Linked DNA regions of Oncorhynchus mykiss: region 2 is linked to region 1. The links are chromatin contacts, called in public Hi-C maps. All regions are on one chromosome and are shown on one strand. The core of a region is the stretch at or near the end of the contact, and the rest is flanking DNA. Distances in the headings are between cores, read along the strand shown.

Evidence for each region. Hi-C and Micro-C count contacts between places; a contact is called where the count stands out from the background.
Region 2: a contact with region 1 is called in a Hi-C map of liver, with 3 times the contacts expected there. The contact joins the promoter of zgc:77262 here to the promoter of LOC110533971 in region 1. A contact is called at or near these places in 2 of 3 Hi-C or Micro-C datasets (blood and liver).

The regions. Positions count from the first base shown.
Region 1 is chr10:43,781,789-43,786,758 of USDA_OmykA_1.1, reverse strand. It overlaps LOC110533971 (pyruvate carboxylase, mitochondrial), which reads right to left and starts at 2,940. Exons shown (of 21, transcript XM_036990383.1): 1 at 2,276-2,940.
Region 2 is chr10:43,985,911-43,990,880 of USDA_OmykA_1.1, reverse strand. zgc:77262 (RNA-binding protein lark) reads left to right here and starts at 1,930. Exons shown (of 2, transcript XM_021618577.2): 1 at 1,930-2,443; 2 at 2,657-4,970. The coding sequence starts at 2,790. The coding sequence ends at 3,746.

The DNA.
Region 1 (4,970 bases), core at 1,691-4,190:
ACAGGGAATTTTTACTCAGATTAAATGTCAGGAATTGTGAAAAACTGAGTTTAAATGTATTTGACTGAGGTGTTCGTAAACTTCGACTTAAACTGTACAACAGTAAATTAATTCACAGTGACATTCCTAACATTGCTATACAGTACAGTAGGGCTGGGCGATATGGCCAAAATCTCATATACCGATATAGGCCATTTCATATCCTGATCACGATATAGCACATTTTCTGTAAATTCAATGAATAGAAAGTTTATATAAAATACCACATAAGAAATAGGCCTTTACATTACATTTTGAATTACACTCAACAAATAAAGGTATTTTCTCATATTTGATTATTTATTTATGTAGAACCTGTGCACATTTTCAATTAAGCATGTAACAAAATATAAAATATGAATGTATAAAATCTACAAATGTAAATAGAAAACACTTTCAACTATAGTTGCAAACAAAATATAGGCCTACATTTTTTTTAGCTATATATATATATATATATATATATATATATATATTTATTTATTTGGGGGCTTGGCCGTTTTGCATGTTATTTTGGCATTAATACGTGTCACACATCAGTTTGCATTTGGTACCTTGGGTCGAATGTTAGTGCCAACTTGAAACCCTCCTTTCTCGACCGTGTAAATTTGGGCCATGTCTTTGCAGATGTAAGTTGTAACGGCAGCTGTTATCTCCTTCCATCTTCGTGATTCTTTGCCATAAATGGTGTGCCGCAGGCAAAAGCCTCTTGCAACGTCTGAGTTTGGGGGGGGGGGTTTGTTTTGAGCACTCAACTGTACTTTTTTGGATATCATCCGTAGACTCTCTCCATACTGTTTCACATGATTCTTGCGTAGGTGGTAAAAAAGGTTAGTGTTGTTTGAGCCGGTTGTCGGGTCCGGCCTGCGGCATATTTTGCGGGAGAGTTTTCTGGTCCGTGTCAGACTTTTCCTATCCAAACCACGTCCATGCAACCGAAGTTGCCCCTGTTTTAGGTACGAGCTCAGTGTCTCCGTGCCACGATCACTCTCTTCCATGGTTGTTTGTGTTGCAGATTTCCTTCCACACGGTACATGTGAAAGAATGCAAAGCGTTGTCCAATTGACAAAAAAATATTGCCATAAAGAGTGTGATTTGCGACACAAAGAAATAAACGAGCACAATATGAAACGATAGACGTTTTTCTATCGTCACACAACATATTGTCATATCGCCCAGTCCTACAGTACAGTATGAAGACCAGTCTGAGTCCTGTTTTTGCAGTAAGCAGGTGCCCTGTACCTGCACCCATACGGGGAGTAGTTCAGATCAAGGTGCCGGAGGTGAGCTTTGCTGAGGGCCCTAAAGTGATTTTATTTAAGATAGGCCATATCTTTTATGCTCTCATTTCCAAGAGATTACTACTATGTTACTTCATTTCAAGGAGTACCTTGTATCCTCCAAGAAGATGTATTTTGGTACTTGGATGGCTTTAATGTGTCACTAATCACAGTGGGTGCAGTCCACTGTACCATGACATCAACCTACCTACCACCAAGCTTGCCAGCCACCAAGCAGTCATTAATCAGTCCTGTCCGGCATTAGGTGGACATGTCATTCACTTTATTATTTAGTGCCATTTCAGTCTTTCTGTTCAATCTTCCCAGTGTAACAGTTGGGATAATGGGACAATTCGGAGTACAACTAATTTCTCATCCCTGAATTAAGGTATGTTTTTTCAAGCCATATCTTTCAAGTGCTTCATGGTGTCTTACGCTACACTGTCATTGCTGTCCGACCCCAGTGCAGCTTATTGTAATCAAGCACAACTGTAGGGACGGAATCTTCCAGCAACTTTACCTAGTGCAACAAAGTCAAGGTTCTTCACTGATAGAAAGAGCAAACAAATCAATCTCAGTGTTCTCATGTTCGACGTATTATGTCAGAGTCAGAACATAGAGAATCGATGTAACTATTTGCTTGAGTCCAAACGTTTAAAGGTGGTAGAGAATTCTAAATGTTGAAATGTCACCATCATTTTGGAGAGATGCAGCTGCAATACCCATTTTTACTCCTGATGCAGCCACCTCACTAACCAACTCTCCAAATCAGCTAGCTGGCATAGCTAGCTAAACAACTGTTTGATAGCTAACTGCTCTGTACCTGCACGCAAAGACATTGCAGTAATATGATTTGATGGATATTGACCAACTACCTCGGGATAAGCAAGGGTGACAACCCCCCTCAAAAAAAAATATTATCTAAGACTTGTAACGTTAATGCAAACTTACCTTACCGCTTCAAACCTAACGTTAGCACGCTTGAATAGGCTTGAAAGTCTCCCAGCTAACTATCTGTGTCTATCTGACGTTAGCAGGAGTGTCGGGTGTCGCTATTGACTGTTGCTGGCAGATAACTTTCTTCTTCAATCAACGTAATTAGCTAGCTGGGTACTGTGAGATGACAGTCCCCCTCCGATCGTGTTTGTTTTCTGTGCACCCTAGCTTGCAGTCACGGTTGATGACAGAAAAAAGTCTGGGGTTTGAAAGACAAGCTAGCTGTCTATTTACCTGAGACGTCTGATTCACTCAGACTACTCGCCCACCCACCCCTTGCTATTGGTTATCTTGATTACGCCTATTAATACGCTCGTACCCGGGGCCATAGAGAATCCAGTGGGCCTGATCTATATATCCATGTATTTTGGTGTATACTATCAATGAGTTAGCCAGCTAACTTTGATAAAACAACTAGAAATAGCTATTGATTCGGAAGATAAACCCCAGAGTTTCTAAACCCATAGACGCAACATCGCGAGACATCCGGGAACGCTTGCGAAACAGACCAGTCCTGGGTTTGAGAAGTCAATAAGAGTGAAATGTTCTTCCATATTTGTTCATTTTCTCTAAATCTAAAGGCACAACCTAGATCCGAGGCCGTGTCTTAAGTAGTCGGCCATGTTATTACTCAAACCTCGTGAAAGTGACAAACTGACACGTTTTCATTTTCGTCAAAAACAACTTTATATCGAAGGAGTGCCTGACGGCGTGCACATGCGCCGTGTGGCGCGAGAATCGTTAGACCCAATGACGTGAGTTAAACTAGCCAACATCGCCTACAAGTGTGATAGGATAAAACTGCTTCTCCAATAAAAATCCCCTATCGTCACAGTGTTTGATTTAGGGCGAGGTTCGTAAATTCAATCCGGAGTACCAGAGTGTAATTTGCATCACTGTCAATGACATACCTTTATTTTGAAGGCTAACTGCAACGTCCACTACTGTGGCTAGTTTCACATATATGGGTCCGACAACCATTAATCAAATGAGAGCTGTTTTATAAAAGGGGGTTATTTTAGATGATGACACCTAGCTATATAGTTAGCTACTACTGAAACAAATTGTCGTTTTGCTATCTTTTGGGGGAAGAACATTGTTTGCATCCGTGAGCTAGCTAGCTTTTTTTTAATGAACAGCACTGTGGGTGCGTGAGACAACTTCACCAGCATCATAGCATACGTATCGATGAATGTTGTGACATATGAAATACTAGTGATTAGTGTAATCAATGTGTAACAACTATGTAAGAAAATATGAACGCAACAAGCTTATTTGACGTGTATCTTTTTTTTGACACGCAAAGACTAAATATTCGTCGAATAAGACATGTGAGAGATGAATTTTGCCAAATTGATTTATTTATCTACTAATACAAAATCAGTAGCGGATTTAGGTACGGGCGACATGGGCAGCCGCCTAGGGCGGCATCTTGCAGGGAGCGGCACGGGGGCGGGCGCGGACGCTGAAGGGGGGGTTCGCCCAGGGCGCCATACAAGATAGAACCGACACATACACTTGAAACAAATAGCCAATCCGAAAACTCAGACAAAAATTATTTCTGCTACTAAGATCAGTGAAATGTAGGCTAAACTGAAAACGGAATGAAGAGCAGAAATCTCAACTAGCAAGCAAGTCGCAGCAATGAAGAACACAAAGGGGGGATTCTGGCAGGGGGGAGATTTTCGGCACAACACCGGCACCTATTTCAGTCCAAGGCAAACACTGCCTATCTTCATACTGTAGTCTTCAGGGGTGTAAAGTACTTAGGTAAAAATACTTTAAAGTACTACTTAAGTCGTTTTTTCGGTATCTGTACTTTGCTTTACTATTTAAAATGTCCACAACTTTTACTTTTACTTAACTACATTACTAATGAAAATAATGTACGTTTTACTCAATACATTTTCCCTGACACCCAAAAGTACTTGATACGTTTTGAATGCTTAGCAGGACCAAATGATCCAATTCACGCACTTATCAATTGAACGTCCCTGGTTATCCCTACTGCCTCTGATCTGGCAGACTCACTAAACACACATGCTTCGTTTGTTAATGATGTCCAAGTGTTGGAGAATAGCCCCTGGCTACCCCTAAATGTAAAAAACAAGAAAATGGTGCCATCTGGTTTGCTTAAAATAAGGAATTTTAAATTATTTATACTTTTACTTTTGATACTTAAGTAAGTTTAAAACCAAATACCTTTACTCAAGTAGTATTTTATTGGGTGACTTTTACTTTAGTCATTTTCTATTAAGGTATCTTTACTTTTACTCAAGTATGAAAATGTGATACTTTTTCCACCACTGACTGTCTTTGCCTAAACTTTGTTTCTGGTTGTTGAGTCAATTAGACCATGCCCATTCAACTCATCTTTCTAAAAAAATAAAACGTTTTTGCACAATATATTAAGTTAGCTGGCTAACTTATTGATTCTGCTTTGTAGTATATGCTTCTGGTTAATGTTTGGAATTTACTGTGTGCTTTTCGCCATACCCAACATCAATCAATGTGCACAGCGAAGATTTATACACTGAGTGTACAAAACATTAAGGACACCTGCTCTTTCCATGACAGACTGACCAGGTGAAGGCTATGATCCCTTATTGATGTCACTTGTTTAATCCACTTCAAACAGTGTAGATGAAGGGGAGG
Region 2 (4,970 bases), core at 681-3,180, 210 kb before region 1:
AAATAGTAGATATAGTCTCAAATATGTTATATTTTTAAAGAGCAACAGGGCTGGCAGGTAGGATTTACGTTCTCCATGTCTATGGCCCACACTCCAGTGCAGTAGCTAGCGGTAAGGCACCATAACGTTGGATGCCAACCGCCGATAAACCCCACCAAAGAAGAAAGACGAGGAGAATCTCCTACGGGAAGGAAGCCACTATAGACTGTATTGACACAGATAGAATATACACTGCTCAAAAAAATAAAGGGAACACTAAAATAACACATCCTAGATCTGAACGAATGAAATATTCTTAGTAAATACTTTTTTCTTTACATAGTTGAATGTGCTGACAACAAAATCACACAAAAATGATCAATGGAAATCAAATTTATCAACACATGGAGGTCTGGATTTGGAGTCACACTCAAAATTAAAGTGGAAAACCACACTACAGGCTGACCCAACTTTGATGTAATGTCCTTAATAAAACAAGTCAAAATGAGGCTCAGTAGTGTGTGTGGCCTCCACGTGCCTGTATGACCTCCCTACAATGCCTGGGCATGCTCCTGACGAGGTGGCGGATGGTCTCCTGAGGGATCTCCTCCCAGACCTGGACTAAAGCATCCGCCAACTCCTGGACAGTCTGTGGTGCAACATGGCGTTGGTGGATGGAGCGAGACATGATGTTCCAGATGTGCTCAATTGGATTCAGGTCTGGGGAACGGGCGGGCCAGTCCATAGCATCAATGCCTTCCTCTTGCAGGAACTGCTGACACACTCCAGCCACATGAGGTCTAGCATTGTCTTGCATTAGGAGGAACCCAGGGCCAACCGCACCAGCATATGGTCTCACAAGGGGTCTGAGGATCTCATCTCGGTACCTAATGGCAGTCAGGCTACCTCTGGCGAGCACATGGAGGGCTGTGCGGCCCCCCCAAAGAAATGCCACCCCACACCATGACTGACCCACCCCCAAACTGGTCATGCTGGAGGATGTTGCAGGCAGCAGAACGTTCTCCACGGCGTCCCCAGACTCTGTCACATGTGCTCAGTGTGAACCTGCTTTCATCTGTGAAGAGCACAGGGCGCCAGTGGCGTATTTGCCAATCTTGGTGTTCTCTGGCAAATGCCAAACGTCCTGCACGGTGTTGGGCTGTAAGCACAACCCCCACCTGTGGACGTCGGGCCCTCATACCACCCTCATGGAGTCTGTTTCAGACCGTTTGAGCAGACACATACACATTTGTGGCCTGCTGGAGGTCATTTTGCAGGGCTCTGGCAGTGCTCCTCCTGCTCCTCCTTGCACAAAGGCGGAGGTAGCGGTCCTGCTGCTGGGTTGTTGCCCTCCTACGTCCTCCTCCACGTCTCCTGATGTATTGGCCTGTCTCCTGGTAGCGTCTCCATGCTCTGGACACTACGCTGACAGACACAGCAAACCTTCTTGCCACAGCTCGCATTGATGTGCCATCCTGGATGAGCTGCACTACCTGAGCCACTTGTGTGGGTTGTAGACTCCGTCTCATGCTACCACTAGAGTGAAAGCACCGCCAGCATTCAAAAGTGACCAAAACATCAGCCAGGAAGCATAGGAACTGAGAAGTGGTCTGTGGTCACCACCTGCAGAACCACTCCTTTATTGAGGGTGTCTTGCTAATTGCCTATAATTTCCACCTGTTGTCTATTCCATTTGCACAACATCATGTGAAATTGTTTGTCAATCAGTGTTGCTTCCTAAGTGGACAGTTTGATTTCACAGAAGTGTGATTGACTTGGAGTTACATTGTGATATTTAAGTGTTCCTTTTATTTTTTTTGAGCAGTTTACTTGGTGTTGGTACGCAGCTGCACGACAAAGTCCTCTTCCTTCTTCAGTTAGCCAGCTGGCTTGCTGCCTGGCTCACGCCATTTGCTGTCAGTGAGAAGGTGTAGTCACTAGTTACCACAGCCACAAAGACATAAACCCCGCCTATTTCTACAATTGATTTTATTAAAATCTTATTGGAAACCTAACCCTTACCCCACTGTTAACCTTATGCATAACCTTAAATTAAATTCACAAAATCATGTTTGTAGTTTCAAAAACGTTTTCGATATAGACAATTGGGACTTTGTGGCTGCGTTATCTAGTGGAAACCGATGTGGGGCTGGTGAGAAGCCATCAAAGTACAAGGAAGGTAACGTTACATAGCTAGCTACGTAACCTAACTGGCAAGGTGAGATTAAAGTTAATTTGTACAGAAATAGACTAAACAACCTCAAAAGGTAGCTAGGAAACTTTAGCTTGATGTAGTTAGTTACTAACGGTTAAACATATCTAACATTACTATAACGTTGTTAGCTTGCTAGCTAGCCTACTGCTGGCAGCTTTTCAGTTGGCTAGTTAGCTCGCTCGCTAACCTTACATACACTAGCAAAACTATTTTTCTAGCTACAGTAATCTACATCTACTAAGGTAATTGGTAAGTCCTTTTGTAACTCGCTATCAGTCAGCTAGCTAATGTACTAGCAAATATACTAGTCAGCTCCGACCCTAGCCTGGCTGCAACAAGCTAGCAAATGTTAGCCCCTAAGAGCCAAGAGTGTGCCAGAGAAAACCCCCAGGACTCCAATTTACTATAACGTTTCTAATGAGATCTTAATCGCTATCTAACTCCTCTTAATTTTGGTTTTAGAGACTGAAGAAGCTGCTCTGTCACCGTGTGAGTGCTGAAGAAGAGTCCTCCAGGAATCCTCATTTACACTTGATACACACCTTTCTCTGAAACAGCTAAGTCAAGACTGTGTCTTGTTAGCTACCATACTAAAATGGTGAAGATATTTGTTGGAAACGTGAATTCCTCAACCACAGAACCAGAACTGCGTACTCTTTTTGAGAAATATGGTCAGGTGTCAGACTGTGACATTCTGAAAAACTATGGCTTCGTGCACATGAATGAGGAGGAGGAAGCCCAGAAGGCAGTGGCAGAACTCCATAAGCATGAGCTGAATGGGGCACCCATCACTGTGGAGTTTGCCACTACGAAGGTCCGCAATGCCACCAAGATCTACGTTGGGAATGTCCCTGAGGGGACCACAGCTGCTAAGATAAGAGAGCTTTTCCAACCGTTTGGTAAGGTGGTAGAGTGTGACATTGTTAAGAACTTTGCCTTTGTGCACATGCAGAGAGAAAATGAAGCCTATGAGGCCATTTCCAAGTTAAACCACTCTAAAATGGAGGGCCAAAAGATCTTTGTATCCATCTCCCGCAACAATCAAGCCAGAAATGGCAGAGGGGATGACTACCCTCACCACTATCCACCTCACCCACACGACGCTCCTCACTACCTCCCCCCTCGAGCTCTACACGGTGACTACTACCCACCTCGTGGTCGCTATCCCCCTCCTCCTCCCCTTCCCCCACCCCCTCCTAGGGCCTACTACGAGTGTGACCTCTATGAGAGGCGTGTCCTCCATGACCCATACTCTTCCTCCTCACGTTACTATGAGCAGGATCCTTATGAGCGACGGCTTCCCCCACTCCCTCAGCGGCCACTTTCTCCCCCCCTTACTTCCTGTTATTACCGGGAGCGCAGCCCACTGGCTAGCTGGTCTCCACCCCCACCTTCCTCTGCCAGCTATGCCCGAAGGGGTGCCGGGCGAGATTTTGTTGGTGGCAGCTCTGTGCCCCCTCCTTCCTCTATGTGCTATGCTCTGGGCTCAGGCTTTGATAAGGATGATTACTTTGAGGAGAAGTACTCCAATGGTTTTGGTAGGGGCTACTAAGGGCACTTTTTGGAAAAAAAAATCGGTGGAAGATGTTGTGTATGAGTATGTTGGCAATGAGTGCGCAGTTTTTTAGAAAAACGGGTAATAGGAACAATACCGTTCATTCATAAAGCTTACTTGTCAAGTCAAGCAGCACACTTAATTGATTTTGACCAGTTTTTGTTGATCATGAATAATCACCAGCCATATCAGCAGTCTTTGAATGCGTTTTATATTAGTTTTTCATTGTTGCCAGATTTTTAGACTTGAGGTGGTAAGCTTGTGTCTTTGAATGTTTGTTAATATTAATGTCATATTTTGAATTTTTGAAGGAGTTTAGGATTTTTTAAAATGTAGAATAGGAATGATGTTTTGTGTAGTCGGCCCTACATCAGGGGTCCCCAATTACATTAAGCCGTGGACAGATTTTTCTTTCAGCGGAGGGTTGGAATGCCGGAACATAGTTATAAATAATTTGTACACTGAAAATTGACCTCAAGTATCCAAAACAGATCATATTTGACAAAAACAGAATCATTTCAAACCTTAATTACATAGGAATATGATCACATATACTTGTGAACATATTTCCTAAATCGGCAAATAAAATCATTACGGGCCACCTATTGGGGAATCCCGCCCTACATTGAGTGGATGACATTGACTAAAACTATTTCTGCTTTTTTGGAGACAGTTTGAAGGGAAATTGATATGTAATTATCAGTGGTAAGTTATTTATATCATACTTGTCTATCACATTTATTTTGTTGTCAAGTCCTGATACACTTTTCTCAAATACGTTTTTATTTTCTTCCTGAGGATTTTAGTCCCCTAAAATCCTTCTCACTCAGGTTTTTGTCATTCACCACAATTCAAAGGTTGGGGTGTTTGTTGTGTGCAAACTAGCTGACTGACTAACCAAGCACACTGCATCAGCTGACCAAGCTCATCTCATCTGAAGGCCTGGCCACATTCGGTGCAGCATCGTAGGATAAAGCATTGTCTCCGAAACGAAACCCGATACGACCGATTCATCGACTTGACGACTAAATAAAAAGATAACCACCGAAAAATTGTTGCACCTCCGGAGTCACAGCCTGTATATCTATTTGACATTATGCATATGAATCACTCGCTGTCCGTAGAGTAACAAGTCCTTTTTGTTTTTGTATAAAATGGATGTAATCCAAGATAAAAATAATTGAGAAATCTACGCCTATAAGGACAAATCTGACTTGTTTT